Regions from separate parts of the Muntiacus reevesi genome. Here region 1 is linked to region 2. The links are chromatin contacts, called in public Hi-C maps. All regions are on one chromosome and are shown on one strand. Each heading gives the region's core, a stretch centred on a gene start, on an enhancer-like site or on the middle of the called end of the contact. The rest is flanking DNA. Distances are from core to core; before and after follow the strand shown. Region 1 holds the start of WNT11 (Wnt family member 11). Region 2 holds the start of EMSY (EMSY transcriptional repressor, BRCA2 interacting).

Evidence for each region. Hi-C and Micro-C count contacts between places; a contact is called where the count stands out from the background.
Region 1: a contact with region 2 is called in a Hi-C map of blood, with 5 times the contacts expected there. The contact joins the promoter of WNT11 here to the promoter of EMSY in region 2. A contact is called at or near these places in 2 of 3 Hi-C or Micro-C datasets (blood and muscle).

What each region holds. Positions count from the first base shown.
Region 1 is chr9:35,525,846-35,528,668 of mMunRee1.1, forward strand. It overlaps WNT11 (Wnt family member 11), which reads left to right and starts at 1,387. Exons shown (of 6, transcript XM_065945079.1): 1 at 1,387-1,976.
Region 2 is chr9:35,306,540-35,309,239 of mMunRee1.1, forward strand. EMSY (EMSY transcriptional repressor, BRCA2 interacting) reads right to left here and starts at 1,308. Exons shown (of 21, transcript XM_065944232.1): 1 at 788-1,308.

The DNA.
Region 1 (2,823 bases), core at 137-2,636, 220 kb after region 2:
CTGAAATGAGCAAAGGGCTAGACCCAGAGGACAGTGCATCCCAATTGAATGGAAGTCACCTGGAAATCTGGAATGGCTCTGACTGTGGTGGCCAGAGTGCCTTGGAATGGGAGAGCTCAGGACACACTTTTGACCCCCTGTTAGAAGCCTCTGAGGTGGAGCAGTAGTGTCTCCCACACCCCCTTCCTACACACCCCACTAAAACCCCACCACCTTCCCATGGTATTTGTAACGGGACTGACCCCAATGCTCTGGAAGGAGAGATGGGGTGTCCCAGCACGTGTTCCCAAGGACATTCCTGTGACTGTAAGCAGGAGTGTATGCACACTGCTGTTGTCCGCTGGGCAGTTGTGTGTGACCTCACTGTGTGCATGGAAACATGTGTGCTTATGCATAAACTGGATGCAGACAGATGCATGTTCAGCCTCATCTTGAAGATGTGTATGGCCATTTAACTTGTATGTGCTTCTGAGTGTGTGGGGGCATGTGGTTTATCCAACTATCTCCTGAGTGTGTTTGTGACCATTTGGAGATTAAGTCTAACCCTGTGTGCAAGGGAGACTGCCTGCTTACATGCAGAGATACTTGCGCGGCTGAGAACCTGTGGCGGACTCTGTGGGCTCAGATGAACGTGTTGTATATGCAGGGACCTGTAGCCTGGTTAGGACAGCCTACGGGAGCCACTTCACAGGTGGCTGCAAAGAACAGGGGAAAGAGTACCAGGTGTTTTGGGGACCCGAAAGAACTCTTTTTTCACTAAATCTGTTTCTCCTTCTGCTAATGAACCAGATTATTCTTGGAATTGAGGCTCCTGGGGTGAAATGGATGGGGTGCGGGGGGGAGACAGACGTCAAGAAATCCAAAGCACCTGACCCAGCAGTTGGAAGTGGGAGTGGAGTAGGAAGGGCCAAGGTAGGGGTGGAAGGCATGGGTACTCAACCAGTCCCAGGGAAGTCGCCCCAGAAACATAGCCCCAGTTCCAGCCCCAGGTTAGGTCTACAGTGCACAAGAAGCACCATGGTCTGCTTTAGCTTCTGAAACCCAGTCCTTGGCTGGTGGTCTCTCCAGGACCAGGCAGACTCCCCAACACTCATTCCAAAGATGGGACATCTGCCTTCCTGTTGCCTAAGGTTTACAGCCGCCTCGCATGCAGCACACAGCCCTCGCACCTCTTTTCTTTCCTGAGAATTCCCAAAATTGGAACAGAGGAGGTCTGGAGAGGTGAGCTGGAGAAGGTGGTCCTGGGATGCCACGGCAGCTCTCCTGACCCACGACGCTTATAGTAATGGAGCTTCAACACCAACTCCTAGTGACGCCCGGGCTCGGCACTCAGACCTAAGTCTGACTTCCCTCTGAGCCGTGGCTTCCTCTTCTGCCCAGCCAGACAGGGTGGAGGATCCAAACGGGGCTTGCCGTCAGGTTTAGAAATCAGCCCTACCTGGGCCCCAAGCGCCCCGGGCACGCAGTAGGCTCACAGCCCGCACGCTCAGTACAGTACCAGCACGCTCAGTACCAGCTAGAGTTATAATTAGCAAGTCTCTTCTTTGTAGCTCAACAGGGTGCGACGTCCTCTCGTGCCGCTGGCGCCGCGGGTCCGTGGCATCCGCGGGGACCCCGCCCCCGCCCCCCGCGCGCGCGGCCCGAGCCACCCGGTGGGGTTTCTGCGCGCTGACGTGGGCGGATCAAAGCAGCTGCCGGCTCCTTATAAAGCAGTTCGGGCTGCCAGCGCGGGGAGACCGTGCCGGGTGAGGAGCGGAGCTCGGGCGAGTCAGCGACCGCAGGCCCCGGGAGCCGAGCGCCCTCCAGTCCCCGCGGGACCCCGGCCGGCCGCGGCTCGCCAGGATCACGGGTGTCCTTTCCAGGCAGCTCGCGAAGAGGACGCCCTCGCCGCCTGCCCAGCCCGGAGAGCTCTTGGGTCCTCCAGGGGCCGCGCTCGCAGCTCCCCGGCCCGCCCGGCCAGGCGAGCGCCCCAGGAGGTGAGCCGTGGCCGCGGGCAGAGGGCGGGCTCTCAGCCCGGACCTGCCAGAGTGGGGGGCGGAGGTGGGGGACCCCGTTGGGCACCCGCTGCCGGGCAAGCAAAACCAGTCCTCCTCCGTTAACTCTGTTCCGCGGCTCTCCCAGGCAGTCCCTTCGCTGAGAGCAACCGCTGAGGCCTGGGGGCGCGGATGAGAGGTAGAGGCAGGCTGTACAGACCCCGCGGCCCGCCTCGAGCCTTCCAGTCCCGGTTCCCCCCCATTCGACCCCCTCCCTCCGAGTCAGCCCACGGATGAGGTCATGCCCGAGCCATCCCGGGGGTGGGGGACTTGGATCCAGCAGCAGAGGGTGTGTGTGGTGGGGCGGGAGAAGGTGGCAAAAGGCAGCGAACGACTGCAGCTCCTGCTAAATTGGGGGGCGGGGGCGGACGCCTTGCTTTGAGACCTGCTTCCAGAAGCGGCAGGCTGGGGGTGGGGGGAAGGGGGAGAATCGAGAGTTTGTTTACAGACCTGAGCTCCAGGCTGGGGGAGGTAGGGAGGAAGAAAGTCCAGTCCCGGCCCCGAGGCACCTCTGGAGCAGCCGCGAACATCTGGCTGAGCTCGCACGGGCCCCACACCTCCCACCTCCCCGAGCTTAGGTACCTCCAAGACCCTCACGGTTCTTAGGCGCTCGAGGTCTGGCTTAAAGGGGGGTAGTGGGAGGAACCCCGAGTTCCCCCAGCCCACCCTTCCCAATTCCAAACTAACCCGTTTCGCGGGCCACCCGGCGCATCGACTGCAGCCCAGCAGCCACATCTAGGAAGACTCGCGGCCAGAGTCAAAGCCGTGTTGAGGGCCTCGCAGGTAACCT
Region 2 (2,700 bases), core at 58-2,557:
GCTAAGAACCAACCCAGAGCAAGGAGAACTGAACTGCGCGCCCCAGTCGGCAGAATGACATAAAGAAAAGGGGTGGGGAAGAGGAAGAAGGGGCAGAGCCAAAGGAATCCGCTCCCTCCACAAGCCAGTCCCCGCCTCCCGACAGGATCTTGGAGGTGGCCGGCGACCGCCGGAATCAAGCACCACGTCACGGCATCCCGATGCGTCCCCGCCAGAGGACCTTACTGCGGGGCCGCATCGCACTGGAAACGTGGGCAGATGCTGCCGGAGCCCGCTCCGGGAAACGGAATCCTGTCTAATCCTTCCCCGACTCAGTGTCAAGGAGGCTAGCCCGCCCCGCCCCCTCCCCAAACACGCACTCTCGCAACACCACAACAAGAGTAGCCCGCCCACCCTCCTCACCCGTGTCGCTCAGCGCCCACCCCAATGTCAAATCCGCGACCCAAGCTCTGTAAGGACCAGCAGCCGGAGTCAAGGGCTCTGGTAGGCATCAGCGCCTCGTTCCCTCCTTAGCGGAGAGGACAACGGAGAGAAAGAGTAGACGCTCGGACAGCCAGGTAAACGACCAAGACTCACCGGCAGGCCCCCAGGAGCTGGACCCCCGCAATTCCAGCACCAGGCCTGCCAGTTCCCCTAAGCCCACCTCGGGGAACCCCACGATCCCGTTAGGAGACAACGAAGGATGGGGCTGGGCGCCCCAAGCCAGGCTCCAAATGTTTGGCCCGGCGGTCCTTCAGACTGGCTATCCTGCCAGCTCTTCCCAGCACTCTGTCTGAGAGTCACCCACCTGCCCGGCCTTTCTGAGCTCATCTAAAAGGCTCCTCCGCCAAGACTAGGGGACACCAGGAATTGGGTTTGTTTGCGGTGCCTCTGAACGGGCAAGATGGCGACAGGTATCAGGGCGCAGGCGCAGCCGCGCGTTGCAAGTCGGGAGGTGTAGTTCGCCTTTCCCGCCTTTCGAAGAACGGACACCAGAAGATATCCATTCTTCTGTCCCTCTTTTCCTCCACGTTTTGAACGCAAACAAGAGACATCGCGAGGATTTCTGGGAATTGTGGTCTGAACTCAAACTCCCTCCTCTTTCGCTCTCGGTGGGCACGCGCAAAGAAAGCTGGGATTGTAGTTTCTTCCATACCCTCCTCTCCCGGCTTCGCGCGCCTCTCCTCGGTTCTCTCAGCCAATGGGCTGGCTCTCCGCTACGTGTTCCGCTACGTGTGGCGTCACACGTAGTGGCCAAGATGGCGTCGGTAGCTGGAGCAGAGGATTCCCTGCGACCTTTATTCTAGGCGGGGTTAGGAACGGTTGGAAAGTTTGTTCGTCCGTGAAGCGCCGTTGAGGATTAGGCTCGGATTCCTCAAGATTATTGGGAGCAATTATCACGGCCTCCAGCCCCGCCAAACGCAGCTCGAGGAGAGAGCATCCACGCTGCCAGACCTGACACAGTGGACACCGCAGTTGGGCGTACCCGAACTTGGGGTTGCGGAGTTGCAAGTAGAGAAGTGGGACCCGAGCGTTCTCGACTTCGGGTTTATCTGCCTGTGAAGTGGGAATGATAGTGCCATTTCTGTCAAAGGCAAGAAGGAGAAGGGATTTATTTGAGGCCCGGCGACTTGGCAGGTTCACCCTTTGTTCTTAATCACAGAACAATTGTGTGAAGAGGGTATTGTTACCCCTAATTAATGGATGAGAAAAGGGGCCCAGTATATAGTTAATTGCTGCTGTAAGATCGAAGCCAGTACCTGCTATTGTTGAAGATCTAATTAAATTTTGTGATTTCCCTGTCTTTCAAATTTTTTTCTTTGGGAAACGACTGCTCTGGTTAAAATGTTCAAATGGAAAGGAGTTTTTAATCTGCTTTATGATATTAACAAAGTTTTCTTATAAATGTTAGGTTAATTTTACCCTACTGGGATGTGATACACTACGTACAGAAAAGTTCTTGGATCTCCATTGTAGGTTAGGTAGGGAAAATAAATAACAACATGTGTGTACTGTTTGCCCATTAGCTAAGAATCCTTTCGGAGGCCCAGGAAAATTTTATAGTGTTGGAACGCAAGTCTGTCTCTTGAGAAAGTCAGGAAGTGGGACAAATAGTCTCCCACCACCCCATCCCTGATCTTCCAATGCGTTCTCTTCCATCTGTTTCCTACTAAATTAAAGTATCACCTGTTTTCTGACCAATTTCTTAACTCTTGGAAAGATGATAAATGAAACTTTAATAGAAGATTTTGAATATTCTTTGATTCGAGTCTCATAGCATCTTAGTGAGCCAAGTCTAATTAAGATTACCCCCTACTATGAAAAAGAAAAACAGAGATCAAGAACTCACCCTATTCCACAAAGCTAGGAATTGAAGGGAGCTAGGTTCCCTCCCCCCCCCCCCCCCCCCCGCCCCCGACCATCTTCTGACTTCCAAGTGTCTTCCTCTACAACATATGTCAAGGTGACAGGTAATGGAGTAGAAATGGAAAGACAAGCTGCTTATAAAACCAACTCTGACGATAATTAGTGTATGAGTCAGGAATTATTATAGCTTATCCTATCCTTGTGCTTGATTAGGTGCCAATACTGTTCTAAGCTTTTAAAATACTCATTCCATTCTTAAAACTTTTATGAGGTAGATGCTGTTTATCTCTAATTACAAATGAGGAAACTGAGGCATAGGAAGAAAGTTAATAGTTTGCCTAAAGTTACACATAG